2 separate regions of the Zea mays genome follow, and region 2 is linked to region 1. A link is a contact called in public Hi-C data. All regions are on one chromosome and are shown on one strand. Each heading gives the region's core, a stretch centred on a gene start, on an enhancer-like site or on the middle of the called end of the contact. The rest is flanking DNA. Distances are from core to core; before and after follow the strand shown. Region 1 holds the start of LOC100280067. Region 2 holds the start of LOC100381764.

The links. A called contact is a pair of places that touch in the nucleus more often than the background predicts.
Region 2: a contact with region 1 is called in a Hi-C map of tassel, with 5 times the contacts expected there. The contact joins the promoter of LOC100381764 here to the promoter of LOC100280067 in region 1. A contact is called at or near these places in 15 of 25 Hi-C or Micro-C datasets (ear, endosperm, leaf and 5 more).

Annotation. Positions count from the first base shown.
Region 1 is chr7:84,472,955-84,475,923 of Zm-B73-REFERENCE-NAM-5.0, reverse strand. LOC100280067 reads left to right here and starts at 1,431. Exons shown (of 19, transcript NM_001361016.1): 1 at 1,431-1,577; 2 at 2,468-2,533; 3 at 2,678-2,742; 4 at 2,902-2,969. The coding sequence starts at 1,495.
Region 2 is chr7:84,603,814-84,607,104 of Zm-B73-REFERENCE-NAM-5.0, reverse strand. It overlaps LOC100381764, which reads right to left and starts at 1,980. Exons shown (of 12, transcript NM_001361313.1): 1 at 1,141-1,980; 2 at 881-1,041. The coding sequence starts at 1,926.

The sequences.
Region 1 (2,969 bases), core at 182-2,681:
TCTACCAGTTCTAGAGCATAACTATGCCAAACATCCTCTTAAAACCCATAAGAATCTAGACAGGGCCCAAAACCAAAATAAACCTTAGATCTCGTTTAGATCCTTGGAATTGAATTCTATTCTAATAATTATAATTTAGATATAGATCAATTAAACTAATATAATTTTATACCAAATATATTTGTATACTACTATTAGCTATATAGGGAAGATATTTATGTACACCATTTCTAATATAGGAGAGCGATGTAAAGAGCGTGTTATAAATTGCAGAAAAGGAAAGAGTAGCGATACATAAAATCAATTTCTACCGCTCATTCTATGAATTTGGTATAGACTTAAATCTAAACTTTGGAAAGTGTTGAAATGTTAAATTCTAAACCAAATAACCTACTCTATTAAGTAAATTCCAATTCTATTAAAATGAAAGATCCAAACGACACCTTAGGACATTCTCGATGGGAGTTTCATACTCATTAAATACGGTGACACATCATCACATTTGGTGACATGACAATGCAATTAAGATGAGAGATATATAGATAGTTTCATAGTAGATCGTAGATTTTCACAGGGATGAAACTCTGTATACACGGTTACCTAGTTTAAGGCCCTGTTAATTTTCCCGCGCTAAAGTTTAGTATATGTGATATCGAATGTTTGGATGCTAGTCAGAAGTAACTAAATATAGTCTAATTACAAAACTAATTATACAGATGAGAACTAAACAATAAGACAAACCTATTGAACCTAATTATTGCATGATTCACTCATGCGATGCTACAATAAACTTTTGCTAGTTATGAATGAATTAGGCTTTAAAAATCGTTTCACCGTCAAGCGCATAGATCTATTTTCCTTACTAATGAGTCGTTACCCATAGATAGGCTGTAAAAACGACCCAAACCCCATTAGACCATGTTCAGTTGCAAGGAGATTGAGAGGGATTAAATCACTTTCTATTCACAACTGAATAGAGAAGTATTTAATCACCTCCAATCTCCCTTAATCCACCAATAACTGAATAAACCCTAAGTAGGTTGTTACCCCACGAGCCGTGAGAAACCATCGAAACCCAATATGATAAGAAGCCACACGCAGCGCAGTGCACCCATATAGTATTACCCCACTAGAATAGATGAAGAAGAACGAGCAACCAAACGAGTTATAAAAAATGAGGTTAGACTCCATTTCAACTCATACATTTTTAAATCTTTTGGCTGATTGTATATTATTGCGAGCATTATACTAATAATGCTTATCATAGATATTCAAACACCGATGTGACACGTGCTTGGCAGCATTGAGCATTGAAACTACAGAAACCAAATTTGCCGATCGACGACGTCAAAAGCTGGGCGCACTGCCGCAGCAGGCAGCGGCCCTGTGGGGGTTAAAGAAGGGTTTTTGGCATCTAGCCGTCCCTTTCTGCTGCGAACTTGCGTTGCGACCGTGCATTCCGTTCCTCTCCTCTCTCGGCTCTCGGCGAGCGAGATGCAGAGCCTAACCGTAGCAAGAGCGCTTCCTCCCGCCGTGGCCACAGCTCGGCGGCGGCCGCGCGCGTCCTCTTCTAGCAGGTAAGGACAGGCTCACCGGCCATCTCCCCCACATTTGCCGCCTCCAAACAGGTTATTTCGGTGAGTCTAGTAGGCCGTGCGTGGTTGGAGTGGCTCCCACTCTAGATTTCGCGATCGCATTGCAAGTTGGTGTAGTGGGTTTCAGCCGTCATGGTAGCGGCCTTGCTTCTGATCGCTTGGGGGACTTCGAACGCCAGAGGAGGCGAATGTATCAGGCGGCGAATACTAGTGAGAGAGTCGTGGCTGCAGTTGGTTTCGGCTTCCTCTTCCTTGGGGGTGGGGATGGGTTTTTTCATGCCTAATTTGGGGCTTCCAATGTTGAGAATCTGATGGATATGGTCTCCTGTTGTTGGTGCTGCTGAACTCAATCACGAGTTACTGCTCTTCCTGATTTGTTGGGATTAGTAAACTGGCTCTTGGGAGCGTCGTTGAGTTGCAGTTTCTGTGTACCTTCTATCCAACCACCCGTTGCTATACTAGTTCTCTTATGCATTTCATTGGCGTATCAGAAATTTGATGCCATTCGGTGCTATTCGAGTTGGCCTTGGTTGGCCCCTCAAGGGAAATACTAAATGGAAAATTCATGATGAATTTGATCTGCGTGACATTTAAATGGAAAGTTATGAACCATGAGCTATGTATTTAGAATTATCTGCTTCTACTGTTAGCCTCCCACAAAAATGGGGCGCATGGATGAACAAAACTTGCATCATACGTTGTTGGATTTGACAGTCTGCACTCTTCTGTTACTCTTTTTTCCTTGCAAGATTTACAGGAGTTTGCCCCATCTAATATTATATTCCTTAAAGGAAAACTGCATCATATCCGATTATAATCTGCCACCCTTTCAACCATTTTATGGATTATTTCAATGTTATGCTGATTTACAGGGAAGCGGTTTTACAATGTTGGAAGTACGAATTAAGTCAAGACCAATATCTGGGAGGATCCCTAAGGTAGTGTTTTGGGCTGAGGGTTCTGTTGTGCTTGTCCACTAATAAATTATTCATTGATCATGTCCTCCTTTACCATTTCTGCTTTGCATGGCCTTGCAAAAAAGACCTTAATATTCCTTTTTTCTCTATTGATTTATGGTTCAGGATAGGTTCGTCTCAAGGAAGTTTGGACATACATCGCTCAACAAATTTGCTCAGACCAGCTGCTGGTAGTTCTACCTTCCATCATCCAATGTTTGAATGTCTTATTCTTAGCAGAATCCAATATTAACTTGACTCTTCATGAAAATGCTAGTCTTTCCTCACCCTGAACTTATAGCTATCAAAGATTTATCACTTTTGTTTACATATCTGCCTTTTGTTTGCAGCATCTGTTTCAGTTGAACAAGATGAAGTCAATACTTATCTTCCAAAAGGTGATATGTGGTCTGTGCAC
Region 2 (3,291 bases), core at 731-3,230, 130 kb before region 1:
CTCATTACAATTAGCTCGATTATTTTTCCGGTTAATCGATTAATCGCGATTAGTATCCGGTTAATCGATTGATTAGGCTGTATGGGCGATTAGTTGGCCAGCCCAACTTGCAGTGCCATCCTTGGGCCAGGGTGTATGTGGAACAAATACAGCTGAAGAAATGGAGGATGAAGATTCTGGTGGAGCTAGAGATGGACCTGCAAGGCTGCAACAAACATTGATGGAGGAGGCTTCCAAGTGGATGTAAGATTTACTTGCTTAATACTTTTTTATCTATTTTATTAAGACTCAAATAAGAAACTCATTGCTTTGCTGTTTTTGGTGCAGGTTCAACTGTTGTGGAGAAAGGAAGAGGACAAGAGGCAAGGAATTATTGTTGTAAGACCAACCCATCTTTTAGATATATAATTGGATTTTTTACATTATATGCAAAAAAAACGCTTAATCACGGTTAATTGTGCTTAAGCACTTTTTTGAACCTTTCCTAATTGTGTATGATAAATTGGCAAGATCCTAACACTACACAAGATGTGTAGGCATGATTTTCATAAACTCATTTAGTCAAACCTATAATAGATTTACTCGCACTTTAATAAGAAAACAAGGCATCTCTACAGCAAGTTTATGTTCCCAAAGAAAACCACAGAAGGTCAAAAATTCAAAGTTAACTAAACAATAATCCTGTTGCAAATCTTTTGCCCTTCCAATCTCTATGTTTCCACCAGATTACTTTTCTCAAACAGTCATGCTTTCTGCTTGTACCTCACATGTGAACATGATTATGCTCTAAACTCAAGTTCTATTGCCTATAGGCTCTTAGAAACACTAGAAATGACCAACAGAACATGCACAATGCAAGAAAAGGAGTACGAGAACTCACCCATCTGAAGTCGACATAATAACTGGCAAGCACTTTTCATTGGCGCCAAGTGCAATCACCCTCCAAATGAAGCTATCATGGTACATCGCTGCAGGCACCATCGTCTCATCCTCACAAATTGCCTTCCTCAACACATCCACATTGTTCAGGATCAGCTTTGGCTGTACAAAAACGACAGCAGCATCAAGACAATAATGTCAAGTTACACTAACCCTGCCACAAAGCCACCACAAACCCAACTGAAATAACATCAGATCTACCTGGAAGAATTCCTCCTCTGCCGCACGTGACAGAACATCCAGCAACAGGCACGGCCAGTCAGTAGCCGAATTGGCCAATGAGCGCGAGAATCGCCCAGTTCTGTTCATCTCCCTAATTGCCTCCTTCCTCCACCCCTCCTGCATCCCAAGCACCTCCTTAGCCACTCGCAAGGCTGCCATTGCCTCCTGCATGTATGCCTTCTCCTCCATGGAGCAGCTAGTCGCCTCCCCCTCGCCAATGCAGAACGCGGTGTCGTCCCTGTGCACCGCGGCGAGCACGGCCCTCGACCAGAGCGCCGGAACGGAGGTCGACGAAGAGCGGCGGGCTGGCACAGAGGTGGCCGAGGAGCGTGTGGCCGGGGGGATCAAGAGGCGGGAGAGCGCGGTACTGACGCCGTGGTTGCGGGAGAGCGCGGCGAGCACGTCCTTAGAGCCCACAGCACCGCAGAGGACGGCGGCGCGGGCGAGGCCCTCAAGCGCGGACTCGAGGCGAAGGCGGAGGTCGTGCAGCGAGTGGGGAGACGCTGGGTCGGCGGGGAGAAGGGACCACGGGGCTGCGGCGGGAGAACTCGGCGAGGGGTGGAGGAAGTTGATGAATGCGACGGCGTGGGGCTGGTCGGACCACCGCGGGAGGAGACGGTGGAGGAGTAGCGTGGACTTGCCGACGCCGCGTGGCCCGTGGAAAAGGAGCGGCTGTGGCACGCGCGGGTGGAGCGCATAGTTGTGAAGTACGGTCTCCAGTAGAGGACGCGGTATCACGCGCCACGGCCGGCCGGCGGCGGCCATGGCGGCGCGGCGGGGACGGTAGGGTTCTGTGGGGTTTGGGGAGAGCAGACTAGTGAGGAGAGCAGAGCAGAGTGGTGGGAACGAGCGGGCGAGGAGAAGGCCACAAGGGACCGGATGGCATGGAATGGGAGCGTGTGGTTGTGGGCCGAATTGGGCCAACCATGAAGGACTAAATAAATGGGCTATTTGTTCCACGCTCCAGCAAGCCCTGCAATGCAACGCCGGCGAGCTGGCGGAGACGACGGACGCGTCGGACGGCGACGTGGGGGCTGATATGCAATCATGCGCGATGGCAATGGGTCCGATCCCCGTGGGGAATTCCTCCATTAGAGGATGTGAATAGAGAAAAAACTTTCTTCGCGATGATATAAACAGGAAAAATGTATCCTCCAATGGGTAAATAGGGATAGGGACGAGGAAGCAATCCCCATCTCCGATCTCCGCGGGGACCCGTTAAACTTGCATGTGACTATGATTTTGTGTACTAGTTAACGACAAAAATAAATAATTACCTTGTCAAGAGACCACTAATTGTACAAATGTGTTCATTTTGATGTATGCATAATGATTTCTTATATCTGACAATGTGTATAAGTGACAATGTTTAACATTAATAGCAAAGAACGTATGTCTTGATTATAATTTAAACAGGGATGGGGATTCCAGTTGGGGATTTATCCCCGCGGGAATGGGGATGGGGAAAAAATGTTACCCGCAAATGTTTGAGGGACCCCCGCGGGGAAGTTTTTTCATCGCGGAGACGGGGATGAGGAGCTATTCCCCGACGGATAATTCCCCGTTGCCATCCCTACATGTGCCGATCAGAAATTAACCATGATGGCGGTTTATTTAGGGATAATTACGCCTGGTGCTCTTATTTTAACATGTAACTGCAGAATTACTCATATTTTTTAGACTTTACATATTTGCTCCTGTTTTTCAAAACAAAACTATTGTATGTCCCTACTCCATTAGTTGTACTTAATAATGTTATGTCTTAATAAAATAGACAAGAAAAAATTGCGTCATTGCCTCTAATTTGAAATATAATTATAGTTTTACCCCCTATTTTTAGATTTTCATGGTTTTATGACAATCCAAATTATTTTTGCAATAATTCAAATTATTTTACAGTAATTTGAAATATTTTCATAATTTTAAAAATATTTTAGACAACAATTCAAATTATTTTCCAATAATTTGAACTCAAATTATTTTGTCAAAAATATTTTAAATTGTTGATCAAAATCTTTTTATCTTGGAGCTAATTTAAATTATTGTAAAATATTTTAAATTGTTGTCAAAATAATTTAAAATGTTGGAAATTAATTTGAATTGTCATAAAAACATGTGAAGTATAAAAAT